Regions from separate parts of the Urocitellus parryii genome. Here region 1 is linked to region 2. The links are chromatin contacts, called in public Hi-C maps. All regions are on one chromosome and are shown on one strand. The core of a region is the stretch at or near the end of the contact, and the rest is flanking DNA. Distances in the headings are between cores, read along the strand shown. Region 1 holds the start of Epm2a (EPM2A glucan phosphatase, laforin). Region 2 holds the start of Shprh (SNF2 histone linker PHD RING helicase).

Evidence for each region. A called contact is a pair of places that touch in the nucleus more often than the background predicts.
Region 1: a contact with region 2 is called in a Hi-C map of muscle, with 2.5 times the contacts expected there. The contact joins the promoter of Epm2a here to the promoter of Shprh in region 2. A contact is called at or near these places in 2 of 2 Hi-C or Micro-C datasets (liver and muscle).

The regions. Positions count from the first base shown.
Region 1 is chr8:20,160,406-20,164,680 of mUroPar1.hap1, reverse strand. It overlaps Epm2a (EPM2A glucan phosphatase, laforin), which reads right to left and starts at 2,159. Exons shown (of 4, transcript XM_026397616.2): 1 at 1,824-2,159. The coding sequence starts at 2,124.
Region 2 is chr8:19,960,386-19,964,463 of mUroPar1.hap1, reverse strand. Shprh (SNF2 histone linker PHD RING helicase) reads right to left here and starts at 1,783. Exons shown (of 31, transcript XM_077801664.1): 1 at 1,593-1,783.

The sequences.
Region 1 (4,275 bases), core at 910-3,409, 200 kb before region 2:
GTGGAAGCTAGTCTAAAATTAGGAGGACAAAAAAGAGAAAAGAAATCAAGGGGATTCTATCAAATAAAAGAAAGATGGGGTGAGTAGAAGGCGGCGGTTGGGAGGGGGGAGACCGGACAGAATAAAGGAAAAACAGTGGAATGAATCTGACCAAACTTTCCAATGTACATGTATGAATATAGTACAGTGGATTTCACCATTATGTATAACCACAGGAAACTAACTTTTCTTGAGAGAGAATTTTTTAATATTTATTTTTTAGTTTTTGGTGGACACAACATCTTTATTTTTATGTGGTGCTGAGGATCAAACCCAGTGCCTCACGCATGCCAGGTGAGTGTGCTACCGCTTGAGCCACATCCCCAGCCAGGAAACTAACTTTTTTAAAGAAATGTAAATGAGTAGAAAAAAATCAGTAGAGGAAAGGGAATAGGAAGAAGGAGGAAGAAGAGGTTAAGTGTAAGTATGGGGACTTAGTTGGAGCAAATTATGCTCCATGCATTTATAATTATGTCAAAATAAATCCTACTTAATGCATAAGTATTATGAATCAATAAAAAGTGTTTAAAAATTAAATGATACTTTATATACAAAGATATGAAAAATTGTGCTCTATATGTGTAATAAGAATTGTAATGCATTCCGCTGTCTGTATTTAAAAAAATAAAATCAATTAAATAAAAAGTTAAACGATAATGAAATTTAAAAATAAATAAAATTATAAAATTTGCACCAACTAGAAGAATAAGGAGGAGGAGGAGGGTTGTTGTCTCAGTTCAGACACTGTTGGGGGTCTGGGGAGAAGCCCAAGGAATCTCCTTTTTGGAGTATAATTTGGCAACCCTTATTGAAATGTAAAACATGGCTACATTCTCACCAATATTTTCACTTCTTTAAATCCACCCTATGGAAAAACTCCAAAATACTCAAAGATAACTTTGCATAGGTACTTCCAATCAAACCATTATTGTTTGTAACAGAGGAAACCTGAAAACTAGAAATAACTTTAATACACATTGGAGGATGCAGAATTCTCTTTCCACTTAAAAAACAAAATACATTTTTATGCAGTAACACTGAAAGGTATGCACAACATGGTTAAACAAAAAAAGACAGATTCAGAATTACATATATACAATTTTTATTTTATAAGTATGTATACTAAATATATGTATGTGCTAAATAAATATGTGTGTATATATACATATATAGTGTGTGTGTGCAGGCAATTTATTTACATATATAGAAGACACTGTACATTTAAATTCGTACTTTTTATTGTTTTACTTTTACAACCAATATGTAGTTTATATTTCAAGAAATCCGGTCATGCCTCAACTGTCATGTATCTGAGATCTTTTCTGAAAACCGAAAATGGTAAATACTCGATGTTTTTGCATTAGTTCACTCTCCAACTCCAGGGAGCAAATTCTACAAAGTAGGACACTGTAGCCTCGGATTATCGAAAAGGCTAATTGTCACTGGTTGGAGATATATATATATATATATATATATATATATATATATATATATATTTTTTAGGAACTGGGACGGGAAAGGAGGGCAGGGAAGCCAGGCGGAGCTGGGCGCTGACACCCACAGCGGACGGCCCGGGGACCGCGCAGCGGGGCCACGGAGGGCGAAGAGGCCGGGCCCTGGTGACGAAGGCCCGCGACACTGGCGCGATAGGAAAGCGACGCCTTGTGGGCTGGGAGAGGGAGCGGGGTCGGAGGGTCGAGAGACCACAGGGGACGAGAGGCGCGCGGGGACAGGGACGGCGCCCTCCCGGGCAGCGCGGGAGGCGGGCGCGCGGACGGCCGTACCTTCCCAGCTGAGCGCTCCTCCCGGCTCGCGCTTCAGGAACTTGTACCAGAAGGTGTCCACGCGGCCCGGCTCCGCCCCGTCGCGCGCCGCCTCCTCGGGCGCCAGCTCCACCTCCCCCAGCCACAGGCCGGGCTCCTGCAGCGCCAGCGCCCCCGCGCCCGCCGCCGCGCCCGCCGGCCTCAGGCGCACCGCGCCTCGCGGCTCCCAGCGCCCCAGCTCCGGCCGCGACCCCACGACCAGCAGCTCCGGCCGGGCGCCGGCCACGGCGGGCGGCACCACCACCCCGAAGCGGAACCGCATGGCGGCGGCGGCGCGGCTCCGGGTACCCGGGCTCCCCGCGCGAGCGGCCTCCGCGATTGGACGGCGGCGCGGGCGGCCCGGGGCGGCGGGGACACGTGCGGGGCAGCGCCTTTTTTGGGCTACATCACGCGGCCGGGCAGCGCTGGCCTCCTGCAGGCCCGGGCTGGCGACTTCGGGAAGTTGTCAGTGGAGCCACCAGAGGCCTCTTGCTGCACCGCAGCCGCCGGGCACCGGGGACCCAGCCATCGGAGGCGAAAAACGTCTAAACGTAGTGACTGTCCTGACGAATTTCCAAGAGACTCGAAATTACCTTTGCGAAGGTCAAAAAGGATCCGCATCTAGATAGGGCCCCAAATAGTGCAGTTGGAGGAGGGTCCTGGACCCAGCGGCGGGGCTCAGCCACTCTGAGTCTCTGGGTTTTTGTAAAATGAGGGTGTAAACCAGTGATCTTACGGGATCCACCTGGTTTAAAGGGTCTGGGGTGGGTGCAGGACGCCCTACTCAGGGCCTAGAGCTGACCCAAACACATCTCATACTTTTCCCCTGCCTACTCCTGTTAGATGCCTGGCAAAACACAGGATCGCTTTCTGTTTTTGAAAACACTCTATTTTTAGAATGTGGAAATGGGTTTGGAGTACATATTTTCAAGATCAAAACAAGACCAAAACTTTTATGGCTTTCATGATTTTTCTTTTAAAAATGGTATAGAAACAAAAACCCTTTATTTAAAATTTACTTCTAATAAAAATCACTACTTTTTAACTCAAAACATTTGAAGTCAAAAACCAGAGGCTTGAAGATCTTTGGCCAAGAGAAAAGTATTTAAATCTTGGCGGGGGGTGGGGGTGGCACTTCAATTTGTCCTTGTCACAGATAAAGAATGTTCTGTTTATGTTTGTTCCTTTTTGGTTTTTCCACTCTATTAGTCTCACGCCTTACTGTTCTATATTCACCAACATTTAACATAATAACACATCCTTTAAGTGAATTAAAGTCAGTACTTACTTGTCAGTTTTTGGAAACTTGTCAATAGTGAGGAGGAGGGGAAAAACAAAATTTTATGCATGCAGAAAATCATAAAAAATTATAAAATATTGTAAATTACACAAACGCTCTCTATAGAACAATTAGTACACTAATAATACATTTCATTCTTAAATGTTGATATTCCGCTCAAAGTTTGGTTGGTTGCTGTTACCGCTGACCGGTGTCGAGTTCTTGCTCCCCGATGTTGAAGAATAACACCAAAGAAGCACGCAGAGGCAAGGTCAGAGTAGAGATTAGAAATTTATTAAAGGACAGAAGAAAAGACTTCTCCCGGAGGAAGAAGGGGACCCAGAAGGTGGAATCCGTGGAAGTGCAGTTGTCTCCCCTTTTTATAGTTCTTTCAGTGATGGAATGTAGGTTGGAAGGCCAGAGGGGTGGGACACAGGTGGGCCAAAGAAGTGGTCTGAGCAGGAAGGACTTCATTATCACTCCTTTGTGATGGGCTATCTTCAAATCTGCTGGGGCTATTCATTAATACTTCTTCCAGGTGGACTTTGGCCTAGGGCCTTTTCGGGACTTCACTAACATTCCATGAATTGTCCTGTGTTTCCCTGAGTCATTCTCAGCATGGCCTCCATTTTAGATTTCACTCGGTATTAGACCCAATTTACCTAACTACACTAACTACCTAACTTTAAATCTGGCTTCATTGCTAAGCTTGAGGGTAGACACCAAGAAAAAATGTAAGACAGCAAGGCTGGCCAAACATGGCTGATTCCGTAGCAAAACAGACATGAACTCACAGTCGCATGTGAGTTGGTTTATTCAGGTTGCTGTTACAAAATATTCTTGGAGTAATTTTAGGAAAATAAGAGTCATTTGGCCATGCAACGACGGAATTCTGATTTCAATGACTTCTCATTTCTTCTGGAGCCAGCAGTTCAGTACTCCCTTGTGTTCCATTGTGCTGTCCGAATCCTATACTTTCCAAATGTCATTTGTTTTTTCCCACCAGTTCTTCCAAAGTGAGTCCTGCACATCCCATAGATGAAACTGTTAGACCAGGACGCAAGAAAAGACCACTGACTCCAATTAAAATCAAATTAAAGCAAGCTTATTATTTCGACCGGCCGGGCTGCCTTTCCCTCCCAAAACGGCGGGAAC
Region 2 (4,078 bases), core at 534-3,033:
CCAGAAAGCCTTCCTGCCATGTATGACTGAGGAAATTGACTTAAGGATCTCTCATGCTTCATTCTAATTGCTCCAGGGTTCACTATGAATTTCTTGAAAGTTGACTAAGAATAGTATCTTATTCAGTATTTTACCTCCAAAGCCAGGTCAGTGCCAGGATAAAAATGATATACAAAAACAAGGTGAAACAAAGATCTCTAACTTCCTATCTTCCTTCATTATAAGGATCTACAGTACTTTATTCACATTTCTTTTTTGAGAAGTCTCTTTAATTCACATTCTATCAGACTTCAGAGAATAGAAAAACTATTCTTTGCTATCTCTGTCCCAGAATGAGACAGGAAAAATTAAAAAAAAACTGAACAAATTGTATCTTTTAACAAAAATAAGAGGGACTGCTAAAAAAGTAAATAAACTGTTATTAAGAGAACATAACAAATGAGTATTAAATTTAAAAAATTCCCCTCCAAATGATTTATTCCTTCATTCAATGATAAACAAATCCTGAATTACAACAAATCCATAACAGACCATGACTCAGGCTATCAAGGACAACTAGAAATATACATTTGCCATTTCACTGCCCAAGGTGTTGGTTTAGGCAAACAAAGTCCAGTTGTTACAAAGGACTTGAAATCTCTTAATAATCCAGTATTACCACAATTTGACAGTACAGATATTATGGATCACTTCTACTCAAGGGAGTGTCATCATTCCTGCTATCGCCCACTGGAAAAACTAAAAATAGCAGTAACAACTTCAAAATTATGTTATTTTGTTCAGTGACAGTCTCAAGTTAATTTAAGTACAAGTAGGAAAACATCAAACATCTAGGGTTCCTACCTCATGCAAATGCCGAGCTGCTTGAGAAAAGAGCTCAGGTTTACTTGCCACGATTTAATAATAATGTATATCTGACAGGGATCGTCAATCATCAGATACAATCACACCTTCCTTCATGAACCTAGCTAACACAAATGCACAATGTACAAGAGCGATTTTCAATGCAATGTAATTAATCTAACTCCAGAAGGTAACAGAGCTTTCAGTCAGACGAACTTGGAAGTCCCTGCCTCCCCTTTAACTCTACACAATCCCGCACACCAAGAAGCCGGGAGGCTGCCCAGTGCCAGCCTCCAGGGGGCATAGGTAAGTATCCGAAGATACCCAGTTATCCTCCCAAAAGAAGCAAAAGAGGTTACAGGAGTTGGAGCGGCGCTGGAAGCAGCCGACCATTCCTAGCAAGCTGGGCAAAAAGCCACCCCGAGGCCGCCGACCGCGACTACCGCCCCTCTGGCAGTGAAGCGTGGTCTCGACCCCACACCGCACACCGCAGGCCCCAATCCACGGTGAGAAGAATGGCCACCTTTCCCACGCCCCGCGCCAGCCCCCGAGAAAGCTGCTGCGGTCCGGAGGCCCGCAAGTCCGGGAAGAGGATGGGGTCCGGGAGGCTCGCGCTGCCGTTCCCCTTCAGCCCTTGGCGCTTCCCGAGGTCCGGGACACCCAAGTCCTCTCTCCGTGGCCCTGGGAGGCCAGAGACGTCTTCCCTCCGCAACCTCTGACCCCTGACCCTCTATCACCCAAGCACCTACCTCGGCTGGTTATCCAAGCCTCTCGAGTCTCTCTGCACTAGACCCGGGTCCCTCAAATGCCCTTGCAGACCCCCAGCAGGCATTCGCCGCCCACTGAACATCCGCCTAAGGTGGGCACGCGCGCGGTATGCTGGGTAGCGTCGGCTTTCACAGGGGGGCCCAGAAACCACAGCGCCCGGCTGCCGGGTGCGCGCTGGAGCGTGGGGTCAAAGTGAACGCGCACGTCGGAGCGCCCCGCCCCCTGTGTCCCGCTCTGGCTTCATGCGTCAATTCTGCGCAAGTCCACTCAGTTAAAGCCCATCTAAGGCTACCGCGAGAGTCTCGCGATAGCTCTGCTCAAGGATGTTATGAAATACAGGATTGGCTGGAATCCCGAAGCAGAAGGCGGGGCTTATTAGCAGATGTGGACGGGGCAAACCGGGGATAGGTGTAATTCGTTTACCTTAATTAATACAGATAAATATGGTAATCATGGGCAATATGTTAAACTAGAGATCCAGTTATAAATTGTGTAGAGATGTGATTTTAACTATAAAGGTGAATTCAGTATACTACCATTCAATTAAACAAATTCTTCCTTTCAAATTTTCAATGGAATTTTTAATCTTGTCTTTGGTAAGCACCCTGTATATCCTTTGAAAATTTTCTCTATGGAATGGTTTTCAATATTAGAATCACCAGAGCTCATTCCACATAAAAATAGTTCATTTTTCTTCCTTGTATCTCTGGTAACCCCCAGGTGTAAGACATCTGTTCACTCTTGACAACACTGAGTTCTTGCACCTATTAGATGCTATCAATCTAGTGACATTACAGAAATTAGAATCAACTGATTGGACATAGAAGATGGTAATAGTGAACCTCTAGGTGTTCATACAATTCAAATCCTGTAAAAGCATACTGCATATCTACTGAAGGTTCCGTTCCAGACAGCAATAAAGTGAATATTGCAATTAAGAGAGTCTCATAAGTTTTTGTTGTTGTTGTTTTGGTGCATACAAAAATTATATTTACACTATAGTCTTTGTAGTGCAAAATAACATTGTCTAAAAAAAAACATAAACACCTTAATTTAAAAATATTTTACTGTTAAAATTGCTAATGATCATCTGAGCCTTCAGTGCAGCATAATCCTTTTCCTGGTGGAGGGCGTACCTCCATGTTGAAGCTGCTCTAACTGATCAGAGAGGTGGTTGCTGAAGGTTGGAGTGGCTACAGCAATTTCTTAAAATAAGGCAACAATAAAGTTGCTGCATCATTTGACTCTTTCATGAAAGATTTCTCTGCAGTATGCAATGCTGTAGCATTTTATCCACAGAACTTTTTTTCAAAATTGTAGTCAATCCTCCCAAACCCTGCAGTGGCTTAATCAATTAACTTTAAGTAATATTCTGAATCTTTTGTTATTGTAATTTCAACAATGTTCACAGCATCTTCTCCAGAGTAAATTCATCTAAAGAAGCCATTTTCTTCATTTATCCATAAGAAACAATTACTTATGCACAGATGTTTTATCATGAGATTGTAGGAGTAGTCACATCTTAGGCATTGCTTGTAATTCTAATCCCCTTGCTATTTCCAGCACATATGCAGATACTTCCTCCACAGAAGTCTTGAACTCCTCAAAGTCATTCATCAGAGTTGGAATCAACTTCTTTCAAACTTGTTGATGTTGACTTTTTTTTAACACCGGACCCCATGAATCATAAATGCAGAAAGTCAAAATGACTCCTTGTTCCCTGGGCTGAAGAATGGATCTTGTGTTAGCAGGCATGAAGACATTAATCTCATTGTTCATTTTTAAAAATATTTATTTTTTAGGTGTAGATGGACACAACACAATGCCTTTATTTTTATGTGGTGCTGAGGATTGAACCAGGCTCCCGTCCTCTATTCCACCCCCCACTGCCCCCCCCCCCACTGTGCCAGGAAAGCTCTCTGCTGCTGTGCCACAATCCCAGCCCTCATTGTTCATCTTTTGTCAGAGCTCTTGGGTGACCAGTTGTATTGTTAAAGAGCAGAAATATTTTGAAAGGAATCTTTTTTTGAGAGCAGTAAATCTCAATAGTGAACAAACCATGTTGTTAACAGATCTTCTATCATCTAGACATTGTTGATCCATTTATAGAGAAAAAGTAGAATAGGTTCAATATTCACATAAGCCCTAGAGTATTTGGAGGAACAAATATGCTTTCAGCTTCAACTTAAAGTCACTGGCTATATTAGTCACTAACAAGACAAATCCTTTGTTTAAAAAAACAGTGCATGATACACACACACAGGTGAAATTCATTGTAACATATCTATAATGTTAATCTGACTAATTGAAAAAACTTAATAAATTGAAAAAAGACTGATAGAATAAAGGAAAGAGAACAAGGGGTAGGAGAAGGGAGGAAAAGGAAAAGTCCTGGGGATTGAATTGGAGCAAATTAAATTTCATGCTTGTATAATTATGTTAAAATGAACCCCAACATTATGTATAA